Linked DNA regions of Anas platyrhynchos: region 2 is linked to region 1. Evidence: chromatin contacts called from public Hi-C data. All regions are on one chromosome and are shown on one strand. Each heading gives the region's core, a stretch centred on a gene start, on an enhancer-like site or on the middle of the called end of the contact. The rest is flanking DNA. Distances are from core to core; before and after follow the strand shown.

Region 1 (7,215 bases), core at 420-2,919:
GCCTTGGAGGACCGTATGGGTTCTAACTAACCTTTTTTTTGGCCTGATGAGTTTGCTTCTTTTGGCAGCAGTGCTGGCTTAAAGTGTTTGTGGAACTACAGTGTAAGATTTCTTAGCTTTTGATAGTTAAAAGCGTGATGGAAACTTTATCTGCGACAAAATTTGCAAGCAGACTTGTGTGCTGTCCTTCTGAGAAAAGATATTATTGTTGTTTACATTACAGTCCGTTCAAAGGGCCCTGCCTGTAGGATGAAGTATAGTACCTAGTAGAGCGCCCACACGCTCTAAAAGATAGTTTCTACCCTTATGGACCTTGCAGTCTAAACAGACAAAGTGGTGAAAAGGTGAGCGGAAGGAAGTATGAATAGCTTCTTGCACAGCCAAGCACTGAAGCAGAGAAAGAATAAACTTACCAGAGTCCCAGTTTGGGCCTGCTCCCAGTGTTCAGGTTCTGTGATGGGCCTCAGCAGTCATAACACTGAAGAAAAGACATTTTAAATTTCTTGTCTCATTTCTTAGTTTAGGACCTGTCACTACGAAAGCTTCTTTAATATGACAGCTGAGATTTTGGCCCTGTTTTCACATACTTAGGTCTGTTAGTGCCTTTCTTTTATTGATTTGACTAAATAGTTAAGTAGCGTTTTATGTCTGCTTTGCATCTGTTTTGTAGCAGGATATCAGCATGACAGCTGATTGTGACAGACTTGATTGAAATTAATTTTATCCTATAGGTTTAGGCACGTCTACTGTAATCTAGAGCCAGTTATTGAACTTGAATTGGCAGCTCAGCTGTGTCTACAAACAAAAGCTGTTTTGTTCCAACTCAGCTAGAACAGACAGGGCTGTAGGTAGGGTTTCAGAAGTGTGTCTCTTTGGAAGAACTTAAGAAGTCATCTGCTAGCTCTTCACTGCTGCCCCACTGTGGGGTTTTGCTCTGCCTAGAAATGGATTGTACTTCTTTCGTGTTCATCGTGCTGCAGTGTATAGTTGACCCAGAAAGTTTTGTTTAACACCAAAGCTGGTTAAAACCAATTTAGTCACATTGAAGAAGGCAAGTGAGCACTTCCACAACTGGTTCAGCTTTGTGGGTGGCAATCTCCAAGATGAGAGGTGCGCTAATGAGGAGCTGGGTGTGGTAATATCTTCAATCTCTGTTACTGCCTTTTAAGTGATTAAGAGCACGTGGTTGCATGCGTCAATATAGCCTAGTCCCATGGGGTATAATTGTACTATTATGTCATCATTATTATTAATACAATAACAAGAACATTTGGGTTGGTATTATTACAGCTATTTTGATAAAGGCAAAAGAAGCTGAAAAGAACATGCATTTGTACAAGAATACCAGTGTTGAATATGTGTGTAGACTAGTCCTGAGATGACAACTTGCCTTATAAATTCCTAGCACACACAAATTAAAAGCTACTTGGATCCTACTGCAATTTTCAGATATTACGAGGTGTCTTTTCATACTTAAAAACTTTTGAATGTTTTGATACAGCTCATTAGTAAAACATTTAAATATTTAACTGGTAAGCCGTATGCTTTTCTAAAGCAGAATTAAAAGGGATGTAAAGAAAAAATTCTTTCCATACACCAGGCTCCAAGCCAGAAGTGCTATCTCATCCTCAAGGAAAAAATACAAGAAAATTAGGGCAGTATACTGTCTGTGCTGAAGCCAGGGTCAAACTCTCTACTGATACATGCTTGTAAGTGCATTTGTGATATTGTGGTAAGGTATGGAGAATAGATCTAGGGTCTTACAGGCCCTGAAAGCAGAACAAGGTTTGTGGCTGTAATCAAAATGAGTAACAGTTTGTAAGCAAAGACCCGTTTTCTTGTTTTGGTAGTGGTATTTGTAAAACTAGGAAACTCCATGTTAAAGTGCTGGAAAATTGTTTTCAAGTAGTACATTAGGAGAGCTGTTTCAAGGGCTGATTCCTTTTCTTGGAGAGCGACTGCACTCCAGTTCCTAAGTGTTCAGACACATGGGACTGTTCCAGACAGTTCATTTGTTTCATAGATTATGTGGAGAGATGTTTCTCTTTCTAAAACCAAATCTTATCTTCATAGATATCTTACAACTCTTTGATCCATATCTAAATTGCTAATCTATTCTGATTTTGTATCTGAAACTAGCATTCATTTGGAATGATGAGAATAGTGTTTGTAACGCATAGGGTAAGGTATTGTATTTTGGGCTCATTGACAAACTTGCTCATAGGTATACTTTTCTTAACATTTAAAGGAGGTGGGTTTTTTCTTAATGCTGAACAGAGACATTGAGCTAGACCTTTTCCCTTACAAAAACTAATTGCTTTAGAGAGCTGGAGCAAAATGATGGGGAATCAGCAAAAGCTCTGTGCAAAGGTGCGAGATGCAGCAGAAGAACTGTGAGGTGTCTTGGTTTAGGAAAGAAGTACATGATCAGATATTTCTTGACATTTCTGTTCTGTCACCTATTGAAACAGTGACTTCTTGAACATTGCAATTCCTGAGTGAATTGCAGCTGTCACTCATCATGGAATTACATTTTCTGTCATTCCTTCTCCTACCTGGACTTAAATCATTACCAACTGAAGCAGTTCACGAAACATGGGGAATTCAAACATGCAAAAAGCCGAAGTCAAAACTTTGGGAGCTTCTCTTCTTTCAGAGTTGCACGTGCCTTGCTTTGACTTTCTACTTACATTGTGACCCTTGCCTGCCATCTACAGCAAGACAGAGACCGCTCTAGTGTGCCTCTGCCATGGTGGCAGGGAACATCCTTTTGTTCTCTGGCTTCCTTGAGCTGGGCTGCCCACAACCTACAGCATTCTGTGGCTCCAGGCCAATGCAGAAACATTTGTTGGGTCCAGAGCTGCATGTAGATATTGTTGATTAAAAGTTGGAACAAAGTCAGCATGGAAAAGGCTGCTAATGAAGCATGTCAGCTTTTTTGAATTAAAATGTCTTTTAATCACTTTTATATAAATACTAATCCCGGCCTCTATCCCAAGAGGCTTCAGAACCATAAGTATTGTGTACTTTTTAAAACAAAAAATGAAAATTAAACTGGTGTGGGACATTCTTTAAAAATGCTACTGGTTTTCTTCTTTACTCTTAGTCTTGGATATAAGGCTGAAAACAAATAGTAAAATCTTGGAAATTTTTGTTTGTCTTTTCATTTTGTTTTATTTCCCAGTAAGATAGCATTCATGTGCCATGGGACTAGAAGGAGAAACAAAGGCATCTGACTAACCAGCACAGCAGAAGTGATATACAGAACAAAGAAGGCTTTTTATTTATAATCTCTTAGTTTTTTCGTCATCTCAGTTCATATCACAGGAAATCAATAATTTTTAGTTGCTTTGGTAAAGTATTATTAAGTAAAAATCAAGCAGTCCTTTTTTACAAATGAGTATACTGTAATGTAGTATACTATAAAGTGTGTAAGGCTAAAGTTTCAAAGCAATGTGCATTTTACTCAGATTTATTTATTGTCGGTAGCTTGTCAGGTCTTTGTTTGAATTAGGAGCCATTGTGAGCGGCCAGAAATTGAACTTTATGTAATATAATCTATCTGTCACTTAGTATCAGTTCCCTAACAGTGATGCTAACACATTCAGACTTTAGCATCTGGACCTCGCACTTGAGTTTTCAGCCACTAGGTAGGGTCTAATGTTTCAGTGCTTCCATGTAGTTTCTTCCCAGCTATTTCCCATCTGTGTATGACTGTCCCACTTCCCTAGGGGTTGGTCACTAGTGCTGTTGATGTCACCAGACAGGCCTTTTCCCAAGAGAATTTTTTTTTGACTGTATCACTTGTTAAATCGCACTAGACTGCTGAATTCATTCTCTTCTTCAAAAGCTAGAAAACGCATAATAAAGCAGAAGGTTGTGGGATTATGCTTGAGCATGTCTCAGAGATCAACATAATTGATTTCAGGGGCTAATTCTAAAACAGTGTGCTTAGGTCTCCTCTCACGAGTTACAAAACAGAGGCTAATGTTTCTGTAGAACGGTGAGATATAATTGCAGGAAAGATTAAGAACAAACCTAAGTCTGTAGGTGGCTTCTCAAACTTCCTGACAAGTACAGCTCTTAAAAAAAGATCTGTAACATACTAAAATGAACTTAAAATTTGCAGCCTGCTGGCCGCCTCCTCTAGTACTTTTATGGCAGACGGGCTTTTCTGGGAACGTGCCTCTAAGTGCTTTCCTAACTGGGGAAGGTCTTGGAGGAAAGCAGGCAAGTCTGTCCTTGAGCAAGAGAGAATTTCACAAATTTCCACTCTGAAAGCTTCTCAGGATGTGCTTCTGTGATCACTGCTATTTGATGAGCTATGTGTGCTGCTTGGGAGTTGGTTGTGATTGAGGGCACCTCAGTGCTTTGATCCCAAACATAATGCAGTGACATAAACATTGAAGAGAAAAAGCAGAGAAGGAACTAGACTGAGGGATACTCTTCCTCAAATCTCTTCTTTGTAGGTAGCAAAGTACCTCCTAAGAGTAATGCCAGAGGTCTGAGCTGTCTAACAAATAGGGTGTTTTTTCTCATATGCTTTCCTTCTGTGTTCTTCTGTGAATTAGCTTTTTTGGTATTAATTCCCAAGTCAGAAAACTTGACAGAGCCAGCCTGGAGCAGTACCTCTTTAGTCTCTTGAGCAAGTAGCAGGGAGGGAATGAAATTTCCCTCAAAACATCTGGCTGTGCTGAGCTGTGCTGGTGCATTTGCCCCCAAGGGAAGATGACTGACTCCTGAGGTGGGGCCAGATCAAAAGGAAGGTTCAGGGAAACGGAAACAGTGGTGAGAAAGGATGCCAAAATGTTTAAAATATAGCTGCTGTATCTATCCAGTGGTCTAGCTCCTGTTTGTGGAATAAATTTTATGAAAGATGCACTTATTTATGTTAGCCTGTGAAGCGTAGGTCTAGACCAAGCAGCATATTTTAAGAAGCTGGGAAAGAAAAGGGAAAAAAAAAAAGACCAAACTATTTTGCTTGTACTTTCTGCTCTAAGGTAATTTAGTCTAGAAAAAACTTTGAAGTAAAAATAAACATTGTATTTTAAGTAGCTGAAGGCATTTATTATGTTTGCAAAGGCCTTTGCTCTTAGCAGTCTGGTTTGAGGAGATTTGTTTTTGTCTAGAAGAAACAAAAATATTTGTGCATTTGCTTTTGACTCCTGGAATGCCTGGAGTCCTCTTCTGTGTGAAGCTGGGGTTGTACAAAACGTTATATTAATAGGAGCGCAGAGGAGAGAGACACTGGTAGTGGGATGATCTGGAACAGCTACGTGAAAATCTTGATTTCAGTGGCTGCTTTCATGAGTCATGGGTCATATTTGCTTTAATTTCCTTTCCTCTAGTGCTGCTGTTAGGGTTGATGTCAAACGGGAATTTTGAGAAATACCCTCAGGAGTGTGAACAGGTAGCTGTGACTGCAGGCTGGAAGCCACCCCAGAAGTCTCCTGCACATTTGTCACCAAGTGAAATGTGGAGCACCTTTCTAAGGTTTGAAACATTTCAAAGGTTTGAAACATTCAGTGGTCTCTGCACTGTGAAATCTGTATTCACCTGGTAAAATGTATTCAACTGTCAGACATTTATTATTTGCAATGAAAACCGTGTAAAACATGACAGTCCTTGAATACAGATGAAAAGTGGCATTTTCAGCTACATTTCACTTTGATCTTCTCTCCCTCCCTTCCAGCTACACCATGACTATACATGGACCATAACCAAAAGTATATTTGTAAGTCCAAGACATCGATGGCTGTGGTGCTATTGTTAAACTCTATTATATACAAAGTCTTCGTTTGTAATTTAAAGTGATGAACTTCAGATGTTAATTCCCTATTCATACACACAGAGGATTTAAAATTCAGGTTTGGCATTCTCCCTATATATGTGTGTGTGTGTGTGTATACATATAATTAGCACATTTGAAATCAAATTGTTGCCTTCTGTGAAATTTTGGGTTTCAAGATGTATCCCTGCTGTCTGGTTCAAAGCAGCATTACTGACAATTCAGAGCAAAGAAATACACTGGCATCTTTCTACACAATACACATGTAAAAGATTTTTCCTATTACCTGGTGATTTGCAGTTAATGTTAATCTTTGTCCTTCAGTTACGTGAGCACAGAACAGTCTGCGTGTGTGCTTTGTTAAATCACATGTAATTCTTGTTCTGCAGCCTTCTGTGTTAGCGTACCTCTCAGCTGAGAAAGGACAGTGAAGAACCATTGAGACTGCAAGTAATACGATATTGTTCTAAGCAGTGGGTCAAAATCAATGACCATAACCAAATGAAAAACGATTACAATTAATTATTAGTTATGCAATAAAGTCAGAGAACACAAAGAGGTATAAGAATGGGATAAACAGATAAACACACCAGAGGTAAAAATAACTCCCAATGGATTTGACCTCAAAACACAGCCACACAAGTCAGTAAAGTCTAGTCTGATGTGAAATGTTTAATTTTCTGGTTATCAAAATAATAAAGTAGAACTCTTAAATGTGATTAAATAACTCTTGCAATACCAACGCAGGCATGCATGAATTTCTTTACTGTATTCTGAAATATTTATGAGGAAAACTACTTAAATCCTGTTTTATCCACTGAATCTTTAAAAAAAAAAAAAAAAAAAAAAACTCATAGGAAAAGTTTGTGTACATGATGGAATTTTGCTTACTTATGTTCTTAGAGCTTGATTTCACTCTTTGAATATAAGGTGGTGTTTAAAAGCTACATTCTTCTGGCATCTGCCCAGCTTATGATCTTCAGAACTCTTTAGTATAGACTAAAATAAGCAGCAGCGGTAGTAGTTAAACAAATAGGGCACAGTCAAAGCAAATGCTTTGATCAAGTATCGCTGACAAATGTACTGTTATGGAACATTTTAAATAGCACCTTTTATTTCTAGCTTGCTGTAGTGCATGGCGTTTGATGAATCAAAACAGGTGGATTTTATAAGCTACGTATCTCGTGTTTTAGAAATTGGTAGGATTAATCAAGGATTAAAGTAGTGTAATGTGCATGTCTTCTAGTAAGTGCATGTAAAAACACATGTCTTGCAATAAATACATCATTTAGTTACATAATCAAGCCATCAATTTAAGGAGCAGACTTGAGAGAAACGATGCTGTTGTCTAACCTCTCGTATGTACGTTGAACGTGGCTTGGATAGTGATTTCAGCTCAGCAGTGTTTATGCCACCGTGAGCAGCTG
Region 2 (6,343 bases), core at 3,269-5,768, 52 kb after region 1:
CACTCAAAATATTTGTTTATGAGTAGGTTATCACTTGTTGTTTCTTCATAATTGAGAAAAATTGCTAGTGTATGTATAGTCGATAGCAAAAGATAACATAAACTTAATATAAGCTATAATTCATCTAGTAATTACGTTATATGCTCAGATAGCTGAGAATTAATTTCTAAACAAATAGATTGGGATGGGAGAAAAATGTTCAGACTTGACCTCCAAAATTGTGCACTCTGAAGTAGGTGCATCTGTTCCTGTAAAAATGCTCTGTAGATATTCATGAACAGATGGGGACCCATAAATTAAATAATTTATTTTACTGTTTGTCTGGATTCTGTGATCACTTAAGCAGCCATGTAGTCCTGTGATGTTTCTAATGTGCTTGTTTAGGCACTTTCTTAACAATTGAGTATTCCCCAAAGACTCTAGGATTTGAGCTAGGTCTAAGCAAAAAAACCCTGTGATTTAGTGAGAGTTCTGCAAGCCACCTGTAAATTTTCTTCACTGCATCCACTGGAGACAGTAGAGGTTCCTTTTCATTAATCAAGTGTAAGGATCCTCAGACTTGGACTTAAACACCTGAAAATACAGAGTTCTGTTTCTCATTTGAACCCACGTGGAACATAGCTGTAATTAAGGTGGTAAAAGAGCACAAACCAGACTTAATCTGCCTGAATCCCCCTGGCCAGTCCTTGGTTTGCCTGTTTTCCCGCTTCCACTTTTCTCCTGTGTTCCAAGGGGTGCATCGCCACTGGGGGTGAGCATGGTAGAACAAGCTCAGGAGAGGAGCAAGAGCCATGAAGCCACCTGTTATACATAAAACAAGAAACTTCTTCATCTTGGGGAAACATCAGAAGAGCTTTGCCAGCCACCGTAGTTTAAATTTGCTAGCCAGGCAGAGTAAACTCAGTGGACCTGAGAGTTCACCTGACACTGTTCTGATAGGGATTCAAAGAAATAGAGAAGAAAGTGTGTATTTGTACTTAGTGTGAATAAAATTATAAACCTCCTTTCTGCCTGGCATCATCAGTTTAGCAAGGACTGAAGAGCACACCTAATACTGACAGAACACTTGCAAAAATGAGGATTGGGTGATGTTTCTGATTTTTTTTTTTTTTTTTTCACTCCAGCACATTTATATTTTGAGTCCTTTGTGTTGCATAAGATAAAGTCAACACTTCTGAAGGATATTACTCTGTCCCAGTGTATGAATACACAGGCATTTTTTCAATTAAATAGTTATTAAAATGACAAGGCTATTTAAAAGAACTAAATATAGTGTTATGTTTTCCCGAGTCTTTCTTAGCATTGACTAATCTTGTTTGCCTGAAACTTTTCCCCAAGAAATTCAGCTTGAGGCAGGCACTTGGCTTAAATGGTTGAACCTGGCAATTATAAGTGCTTTTTATGGGATGTCGGGTAATTTCTACCATCAGTAGCAGACTGAAGTCTGGCCAGGAGCTACCTACACTGTGGACAGTATGAACCAGACCAAGAGGGGTCCATACACTTTTTTTTTTTTGTACACTTTGGAAAGGGAAACACTCGAGGGAGCTGTGAAGTCAGGAAGGAGGAGGCAAACATGAGTTTACTTTTCTTCAAAACAGGACTGGCATGTAGGAAGGAATATATTGCAACAACATGGTGAAGAATGTTTTAAGAGGCGCAATGCCTCCCCTAGTGGTGATTTAATATTCTGCTACTACGTAATAGGTAGTGGAAGAGTTTTCCAGAAACTCTCTTTACCAGTACTTTTTTAAAGATGTCAATACATACTGTATATTAGGTATGTCTGCATCTCCTCAGCTGCCTGTCTGGAACTTTTTTCTATTTTTATTTTTTTTCTCCCTCTCCTATCTCTGTTTTATATGTATCTTTACTATGACTCAGATTGTCAGCGTTCCTGGCCATCCTTTTCCACAGACCAGCAATCTTCCAGCGCTCCTTCTTCTCCAGGTAAAGCTGATAATATTTCATTGCTCCGTCACCTTTGTTAATTACTAAATCCTTCCAATGCTCTGTCTGGAATTGCCTGTCGTGACACAGAAAATTATAGTGCTGGTTTTTAAAGAAAGCATTAGGCATCTCAGTAGAATTTTGAATTTGGAAAGTTTTTCAGGTTGTAAACTGCAAATGTTTAATAATGATAAAAAAAAAAATCTGCAGAACAGGGTTATTTTTCTAAGTGCATTAATTAAAATTCAGGTTTTCCATGAAAAATGCTGTAAAGTGTTTTAAATTTTTGACTGTCCTTGCAAAAGGGGAAGTGTAAAGTACTTTGTATTGTTAGCTAAATACTCCACTACTGGAAAAGCACCTCTATACATTTCATATTGTATCCAAAATTGTTGTGTTGGTAATACAAAAAACTCATCACTGATTTCTTATTATTGCGGTTATAATAAATGATAAAAAAAATAAAAATAAAAAAAATCAGTGTTTCTTTTTTAGAACAGGGGTTCTAATGTTAGGGGGAGTGTATTCTCTGCCATTTCAAAGTAGTGCCCAGCATTATCAGATGGATATTCATACCTGCTACCATAGCTGCTACTGCTAGCTATCAAATATACAGAAAATAAAGTCTTGGGGATTCCTAAATTATGGTAAATATCCCTTGCTCTATCTGTTTTGCTTCTTTTCAGTCGTTATTATCCATTGAAAACAAATTTATAAAGTTTTTTTTTGTTTGTTTGTTTTTTAAGCCCTTTTAACATATTTTTTTTTTTTAAATGCTTTGTTAGAAACAGTCCTCAGGTCTCCAATGGCTATGAATTTTTATGTTATCTATATTAGATGGTTAGGAAGTTGTTGGTCAATATTAGAGCTAATAGCTGATCTTTGTACCAGACTGGCAGGGATTACGGTAAGCTTTAGTTTCTTCTCCTCTGCTTCACTGTTTTTGCAAGTTCTCAGCAATGTTTTTACTTGGGGTAGCTGAGGCAGTGTGTGTTCCTTGGTGCTTTGCTTTGAGGCACTCTGTGGAAGGGAGCCCCTCACTAATGTCATTTGCTTCCCTAGGCCCCTCCTCACCCTGTGCAAGCAGGTTGAATGGAAGTGTTTTGATGTGGTCGCTCCTTTATACTGAAGCAGCATTTAAGAATGAGAGAGTAAAGAGTAGAGGGCTGCTCTGGTTACCAGAACAGACAGTGATCTTGGTTATGATCATCTTAGAAAATTTTAAAACAAAAAGAGCGAGGGAGAGAATATGTTTGCCTTTTATTAAGCAGCTTTTCATTTCAGTGCTCCCAGAGAGCTAGTGGGTTGAGGTACAATCTTGATTTCTTGTTACATGTGAGGAGAACTACTTACTGGAGTGAAATCACGGAATCACGGAATTGTAGGGGTTGGAAGGGACCTCAAGAGATCATCGGGTCCAACCCCCCTGCAAAAGCAGGTTCTCTAGAGCAGGTTGCCCAGATGGTTGCATGTTAAGGAATTTCTACAGAATTTTGCTTACTGTTGTTTTTATTCTCTCTGCACTTTTTTTTTTTTATAGTCAAGTATAAATACAATAGTGGTTTTATATATACAGAAATTTTGTGGCTTCTCTGACAAATGTCAGGACCACACTCAAAAGAGCACTTAGCATTCTAAATGTTAGTCTGGCAGAATTTAGGAGCCTGAAATTAAAAATGAAATGTATACCACTCTGCCTAATTTCTTGGATGCATGAAAGTGTTGGTGTAAAAGTAACTAAAAACTTACAATATCTGACACTTTGCAAAGTGGCCCTCCCACTTAGGGCATCCTCCTGGATGAAATGGACATTTCAACACCTAGCTCATATCTGGGTTGACAGTTGAGGTATCCCGTGCTGAATTGTCAGAGGGATTGGGAACCTGTAGACACCTCACCATGAAAATGCCTAGGCTCCTTGGGGGATCTAGGCCTATTTTCTTGATTCTAGTCATAGTAATTACAGCCCAGAAGCTGATAATATAAACTAAAACATGAAATAGAGATGAGAAAAAATAAACCGATCTTGTCATCAAAGCACATGGCTGATTTTAAAAAAGTTACTGTACAATAACTTTTATAAGGCATGAAGTTGCCTGTAATATAGATACTCTGAATTCTAGTCTTTGAGGAATATGAACAACAAAAAAGGGGAGAAAAAATCTTGAAGTCATAAGAATCTGAAATGCTTCAAAAAAAAATAGTTTAACTTTTCATGAGCTCTGAGCTATATGCCCATTTTTTGTACTAACTTCTCTTTTCAATATTCTTCTAAAATGTACAATATTTTAGAGATCCAAACAAGCAGTAGATCCTCCTTGAAAAAGCCAAATGTTATTGCTTTAACTGTTATCTGCATATTTCCTCACAGTGAAAAAAAGCCCGACGTTTTTAGATGTGAACACAGGACCCTTCATCAGGACCAACAGCTTCGCCGATGAGCTTGACCTGGAGGGTGAAACTCTGTTGACCCCAATAACTCACATCTCACAGTAAGTCAAGGCTATTGAATTGTGCATTAGTTGACTTAGACAAGAGCAGCCAATCCAGGTGGGAGGAGCTGAAATATGGAGCTGATAGGGCTATCTCAGATATTTGCGTCAAACTCTTTTACCTTGAAGTTGGTGTATACTGTTCTGAGTGCCAGTAAATCTTTGTGTTGACCTAAAGAAAAGTTCATTTGGCTGTGACACACAGCTTTAGTTTTGAGCTAATGTCTGTGGGCAGCTGGTGGTTGATAGCCTCAGGATTTTCACATGGAGACAACGTGTGGGAGTACTTGCCTGTTGAGAATTATATTAATCCCTCCACCGTTTTCCAGAGGAATAACTGTAAAGTGCAAATTTTGAAATACTTACATGAAACACCAGCCTTTCAATTTCAGCAGCACCTTCTCAAATGGTCATATGATGATCTGCATTGGAAAAAAAGATCTGTTTTGGTCTTTATTACTGCTTTGTAGTATATAAAAAAAATCTGTAATAGGCCTTTTTTTATTTTGTGATTTTTTTTTTCATTTTACATTTTTCCCATATCTTTTATGTTAAAATGTTATCTTCATGTTTTGAGATTATCCTCAAATCCTTAGGAGAATTGAACTACAGCTTCACAAGGAAAAGTGGCTTGAGAATTGCAAAAGATATTATTTGAATGTCTTAAAAATGTCTATCATTAGCTAATTTGAACTACTGACAAATTCCTATTATTTTCCATAGCAAGTGCATGGCAATGTGTGAAAGATTAAGCTCATTCACCCCTCTAGCAGAGGCATGAGAGAGTCTCTTCCCCTTCTATTCCTAGAAATCCTCGGATTTCTGAAGTGAAACCACAGATGAAAATTCTTGGCATACTTAATTTTCTGAGGTACAAAACATGCAGAAATGCTGGCTGCCAATTTTCAGGCCTTCTTTCTATGTGATATAAATAGCGGAGAATCACAAACATTTTTTATAGCCCATATAGAAAGTTGTTTTTTTTTTTTTTTTAATAAAATTTAAAAAAAAAAATGTGGGGAGCCTTCCTTGCCCACAAGCAGAAGGATGCACGTTTTCAGTTGAATCACCTACATGTATGTACATTTGTAAGAAGAGAGTTTAGGAGACTTTTATTCTGAAAAAAATTTCTTCGTGGTACAAGTAGGAGCAGGAAGTCATAAATTTCCTTAAGCCTTAGACAAGAACAACGGAGCAGCAAAACCAGATCTAGAAGTTTCTTTGCACGGCTTTTTTTTTTTTTTTAATTTTAATTTACTGCAGTATTGCAGGCTTTCTTTAAGAAAAATAAACCTTGGTGCTAGGAGTTTACATTATCATTTTTGGATTTGAGAAGCATTCAGTTATTTCTCATTGTCACCTTCATTGATACGTTTCATAAAGTAAGGTGCTCCATTATTTTTAAGTCAGATTTTGTAACATTTGAGTTGTTTTTGTTTTTGTTTTTTTTAAGTATGGGCATTTGTGGGAAACCCTAGGATATATAAATATTGTGTATCAACTGAAAAAATCTTACCAAACTAACACCCTAGTCTTTTAGTAACATGCATATTTCTCTTTTACTACTTCATTTTTTGGGTTGTAATCTTTGTTCACATTCCTAGATTGCTCTAGGTCATGAGTGGTGGGATGGTACAAAACATATCCCTGTATTTGCTTTGAATCAAGTCTATATTGGAAAGAAGAAAGTACAGCCTTTTTTGTTTATTTTGTAAGACTTTTGGTTTTAGATTCAAAACTGGATAAAATATTAATTGAAATGCGTTCCTTTGAAGCATGAGTGCCCAAACGTTGTAAGGCCTGAGGACTGTTCACGTGGAAGCACGTGTACTTTGTATGCAGTTGATTAAATGCCTGAAACAATGCCAGGTAGCTCTATAGATATGAGGGTTTGGCAAAGA

What was found. A called contact is a pair of places that touch in the nucleus more often than the background predicts.
Region 2: a Hi-C map of skeletal muscle shows a contact between it and region 1, with 3 times the contacts expected there. The contact joins two enhancer-like sites. A contact is called at or near these places in 2 of 8 Hi-C or Micro-C datasets (skeletal muscle and subcutaneous adipose tissue).

What each region holds. Positions count from the first base shown.
Region 1 is chr5:28,619,207-28,626,421 of IASCAAS_PekinDuck_T2T, forward strand. All of the region lies in intron 2 of KCNQ1 (potassium voltage-gated channel subfamily Q member 1), which reads left to right. Among named protein-coding and RNA genes, the nearest start is that of TRPM5, 68 kb to the left of the region's middle. Within about 2 kb of position 1,670, at least 4 of the 8 cell types and tissues checked have an H3K27ac peak or open chromatin away from gene starts, as enhancers often do.
Region 2 is chr5:28,668,468-28,674,810 of IASCAAS_PekinDuck_T2T, forward strand. It overlaps KCNQ1 (potassium voltage-gated channel subfamily Q member 1), which reads left to right. Exons shown (of 18, transcript XM_072038533.1): 12 at 1,885-1,950; 13 at 4,322-4,442. Among named protein-coding and RNA genes, the nearest start is that of TRPM5, 120 kb to the left of the region's middle. Within about 2 kb of position 4,519, at least 3 of the 8 cell types and tissues checked have an H3K27ac peak or open chromatin away from gene starts, as enhancers often do.